Linked DNA regions of Gossypium hirsutum: region 2 is linked to region 1. A link is a contact called in public Hi-C data. All regions are on one chromosome and are shown on one strand. The core of a region is the stretch at or near the end of the contact, and the rest is flanking DNA. Distances in the headings are between cores, read along the strand shown.

What was found. Hi-C and Micro-C count contacts between places; a contact is called where the count stands out from the background.
Region 2: a contact with region 1 is called in a Hi-C map of leaf, with 1.9 times the contacts expected there. The contact joins the promoter of LOC107930009 here to the promoter of LOC107930002 in region 1. A contact is called at or near these places in 2 of 34 Hi-C or Micro-C datasets (both in leaf).

The regions. Positions count from the first base shown.
Region 1 is chrD08:60,194,702-60,197,401 of Gossypium_hirsutum_v2.1, forward strand. It overlaps LOC107930002 (cucumisin), which reads right to left and starts at 1,396. Exons shown (of 10, transcript XM_016861558.2): 1 at 1,256-1,396; 2 at 1,069-1,157; 3 at 857-951; 4 at 617-757; 5 at 431-530; 6 at 1-293. The coding sequence starts at 1,351.
Region 2 is chrD08:60,340,506-60,343,205 of Gossypium_hirsutum_v2.1, forward strand. It overlaps LOC107930009, which reads right to left and starts at 1,415. Exons shown (of 10, transcript XR_005916954.1): 1 at 1,252-1,415; 2 at 380-527; 3 at 57-144.

The DNA of each region.
Region 1 (2,700 bases), core at 146-2,645:
GGGACACTGATATTATATCGACACCATCGGCTATGGCATCGTCGAATGCAGCAAGGATATCAGCAGCTCCACAACCAAAGGACCAGCAAACCTTGTACATGGCAATCCTTGCACCAGGGACCCCACCCCTTGCGGTTCCATTAGCTAGTCCATAGTAGCTTGCTCCGGGCACCCTGTCACCGGCTGCAGTTGAGGATGTATGGGTCCCATGCCCCTCAGAGTCTCTAGGAGACTTCAAGTCACCTTCATAGTACCAGTTCTCACTGTTGTAGTAACGGCCTCCAATGATCTTGCTGTGTTGACAAATTCATATTATTAGCTGACTGGATTGAATAGTAAATGCTTTTTATCTAAAAATTTAGAAAATTATTTAGAATCCTTTTGGCCTTATACATATTCAATTGGTATGAAGGGGAGAAAGGGAGCTCACTTATTGCAGGTAAAGTTGGCCCCTTGACATGTTCCTTTCCATTTGGAAGGTGGAGCACCAAGTCCTTGGTCATTGAAGCTCTCATGCTCGGGCCAGATGCCTATAAACCAAAGACCCCCATTGAAGTCAGCTTGACGCCTTGATATTTGATAAAGCTATGTGGGTCTACATATTTAAGTTATTTACCTGTATCAAGGAGCCCAATGACAACATCACCTTGTAGCTGGGCGCCCACATTGCTCTGGCTGAGACCAAGGAAGTCCCACGACCTTGTAGTATGAAGCTTTAGTATATGGTTTGGAATCACTCTAACTACTCCATCCATCTCTGCACCCAATTTATATTTCGTTTAGCATGGATCAATCATGAAAATGATTGCTTCTAATTTTAGCAATCAATGAATCATGTCTTGTTTAACCATTTCACCTGAGAACTTTTCAACTTCTTCCGCAGTTAGCTTAGCTGCAAATGCATTGAAGTTACCATAACTATAGACTAGGGATTCTTGGGCTGATGAAGACCTGTGATAGATTAAATGGAAGCCATGTCTTTGTCAAGTTCAGTTTATTACTTTAACAAGTAAACCGATTTTTTTCTTATGGGTTGTTGTATTGGTAAAAAGAAGGAAAAGAAAGAACCTGCCAAGGACGCTTGTAAGCATGGAATGATGGGTTGCTTTAGCAGAAAAATCCCCCTTGGGCCTGTCTCCCATGTACACAATGTGAACCTATATATACACACATATACAACACAAGTGATCAACAGCTACCCAAAATAGCAGCCAGTTCCAAAATTATGGGTAACAACGCAAACAAAAGGCTTTACTTTTCTCTCGTTGGCATTGGCTGCATCAGAATTCAACAGCAATGCTGCAAATAATGTGGAGTAAAGGAGCCAAGTCATCAGCCCTGTCTTCGCCATTCATAAAACGAACTAGCTTAATTAACCTTGATGAGACTTGTGTCAATTACTTGCGGAGGAAATGTATTTATAAGGGGTGATTTAGATTAATCGTTTTGTCCGCTCATTATTTCTCAACTGGCAGCAGGCCATCTTTGTTGCTTTCGATTTTATGAATATTATCGCCAATCTATTATATTTAGGACATCATTTAACGTGAAACAAAAAAGATTATTTATCTTCTTCGTCTCTATTTTGGTATCCCCGAACAAGTTATATTGCTCTTCGTGGATTATGAGGAAGTAAGTTTGTCCAATCAAATGAACTAGGTAAAACGAGTAATTACGGTGATTGTGAAATTAATTAAAAAAATTTAATAATCGCAAACCAGAGTAACTTAAGTTGGCATGGTTCTTATAAGCTCTTAGCTATTGAATTAATTTGGTTATTAATCTGATAATTAGTCTAATGGAATTTTAATTAACTAAACAAATAAATAAAAAGATCCAAGGAAAAAGAAAACAATAAACTGAAGTTGATCCGCAAAATCTTTAATCCAACCAAACCAAATACTGATGAAATAGAAAACACTACGAAAATTACGTCAATTTTCTAACTATTAACTATTGCTTTTTCTTCTGAATACATTGCTCATTTTTTTAAGGTTAAATCACGATTAAGGCTTCGTTTGTTTCACTGAAAATATTTTTTGTATTTTCTTGAGTATGTTTAGTAGAAAACAACATAATCAACGGAAAATGACTTATAGATCAACAAAAAATAAACCATTTTTCTTGTAAAATAACTTAGCCTTTTCAAAAGTATAAGTCACTCTCAAGAAAATAGTTGATTTAGTGTGATTTTATTTTTAAATAAAAATTAACTTAACTCCAACTTAATATTATTATATTAATAATAAATTTTTATTTTTATTTTTAAAATATTTAAAATTAATTAAATATTAATATAAAATATTATAATTTTCAATATTATTAAACATACATATTTAATTATCTATATCTAAAGCATTAATATAATTTATTATTTTAATAAATTATTAAATATCTCAATTTTATTTTAATAATTAATTTTAAAAATAATACTTTTAAACAATATTCTCCATACATTATTGAAAAATATTCAATATTAATATTTTAATAATAAATATTTTGTAGTATAAAGGTAAAACTATGTCATAAGTCTATGTACTCTTCACAAATTTAGAACTTAGTCCATGTACTTTTATTTTCAAGAAATTAGTCCCTCTACTTTTCAGATTTAAATATCAAAGCCCAATTGCTAACATTGTTAAATTTTTTTTGTCAATTTTATTGATGTCACATTTAAAAAAATATATTTGGTATTCATGT
Region 2 (2,700 bases), core at 165-2,664, 150 kb after region 1:
TGCACATTCATGACCATGAATACTTCAAATGTCGATGAAAAAACATCAGAAGTTACCATGATGTTTAAAGCATGAGTTAGGTAGTCTTGAACACCATATTGCCAAAGCTCATCAGGGTGATTCTTCAGTTGTAATTGTACCCAACTATAAAAGAAAAGTTGTTATGCAGACAACATATATACAAATCTAAAAGTTCATCAAGGTCCAAAGACAACAGATGCAAGAAACCTGGCTATTCTAACTTCTAAGGACTGGTAAAATATTAATCTAGAAAGCTTAAAAGAATATGAAATGCATCTTCATGGGTAGCAAAAGATCACATCATTTAGTCATTACCAAACGTATAGCACAAGTTGTTGAAACATGAAACATCACAGACCTTGCAAATTGGGTGTTGAGAGCTTTCACATGCTGCCAAGACAGCTCAGCTCGCTGTGGATCTAGTGCTGGTTTTGCAGTCAACGTTGAGATGGTTCTGCCTTTTGAGCATCAAAAGGAGATCCTGCAATTACTCTTTTATTGTGGAACTGCAATCCATGGATGAGTATGTAATAAGACTAAAAAACATGACTGATGCTTCAAAACATCTAAAGATAAAAACTGACTTCTAAGTATTTACATTTGATAGCCATCATCACTACTCATCCCCCCTCCCCTCCTCTTCCAAATAATGCCTGCACACTGTTACTGTTTAACAAGTAAAATACTAGTTAAAGATCAAAATCATTCTTCTTTTTATTTACTACATTGAAAGTTTTTCATTTTCGGTTTCCTTCCTTCCATAGAAGAACTAATTTATCCATTTCATAGTTTGGTTTGTTTCTCGGTTATTATAAACAGCAGCTGAAGTAATACATCAACAAGGACAGGTAAGTTGAACAGTGTCAGCTTTTATCAACCTCAAGTTTACTCTTGAAAACTCAAAGCATTCAAATATCTAAAATACAATGAAAAAGAATACTTTCAGCCCTCCTAAAATACTTTCCAGCTAAGTAGAAGTAAAAAAAAAATGCAAATGGTTCAAAACTTCTCCTCAGTTTTACTTCATATAAATGAAACTACTCAATTAAAGCCATAAGCAAACAAAATCTTATTCTAAACGCCAGCCTACTTCATTTTCGCATTGAGGAGAATAAAATAATACAAAGAACATCAAATCAGGGTTAGGCTATCAATTCAGGGAAGGAACAATGAAGTGACTTTAAAAAAGAAAAAGAAAATAACTATAACATCAGAAATGAGAAAACTCACAGCAGAATCGTTGATCTCGGCGGCCGAGCTCGATAACCGTTTCTTCCCTTTCATGACGAGATTGGGCGGTTCAATGAATTTTGTTTTTAGTAAAAAAGGAGGGTTTTTAGGGTTAAAAAAAAAAACAAGTTTTGATGGTTTTGTTTCGGGTTACTACAGAGATGGGGGTATTTTTTTTTTCAAATATGGAGATTACATTTATCGTACGATCAGGTGGGGAACAAGACTTTTAATTTGAACCGTCAGATTGGTTTCTGAAATCTAGTGGGTCACGTGCTTGTTTTTATTTTATTTTTTTAACATAAGCCACGTGGTTGTTTAATTGTGTCACCACCTACATGACTAATGGCTTGGCGTAAGGTAAGAGGCACGTGATAAATAAGTTCGGAATGCGAAGCAATTAATTTCGAATTTTCCACTTTAAAGTGACTTTGTTTTTTTGGAAAGGTGAATGGGGAGTGGAGTCATTTTTTTTAACGGTAAATATCCCCGTTTCATTATATTAAATTACTATTTTATTCAAGTATATTTATAATTATTAAAATGATAAAAATATAAAAATTGATATAAAAACACTCACCTATTTTATGTTTAAATATTTACTTACCATTACAAAATAAAAAATATTAAAAAAATTAAATGAAGCTAGACAATATAAAGTGATGATTGACGCATTTAACATTCATGGAGAAGTTAACGATTTTCAATATTACACATATATAGTGGAGCAAGGTAAATGAAGCGGAACATGTTAACCATGAGTCGGTAGTGAATTTAGCAACATTTACTCTTGTCCCAATTTATTACCATCCTTACAAATAAGCCAAACTATTGGCAAATTAAATTTTAATGTATGACTCAAAATAATTTAATTATTTTTATAATAAAATTAGTTGAAGTTATTTTGCACTAAATCTTTTGATTTTCTAATTTTAAAAAAATCAAGGAAAATAATTAAATTCTATTTAAAAATAATTTAGAAAGTCTATTTTAGTGTCACAAGACTAGATCTTTCGTCTCGCTATCCATGCGACCTTAGACGATCCGTTCGTTCCAAATTCGTCTAAGTCAGCCTAAACACCACAAGTAAGGATTCCTTTAGAATTCCTCCAAGGCACCAATTTGTATAGAGGAAGCAATTGTGCCAAAAGAAGCTACGAAAGAACAATATAAAGTCACAGAAAAGAATGCACAAGAGGTGTTTAAGTAAATGCTCTCAGTATTCTATTACTCTAAAAGAATAATAAAACAATGGATGAATAAAGTGATTTCCAAGTGAAGGGGAGACTCTCTATTTACAATTGAGCTCTTCCAAAACTGACGGTCAAGATCAAGTTACATTGACGGATGAGATTAACCATATCCCTTAAATCATGAGATTTAAAAGATACACCATATCAAATTAAATCTACAAGATATGATTCCCATATTTACTAAAAATAGTCTATG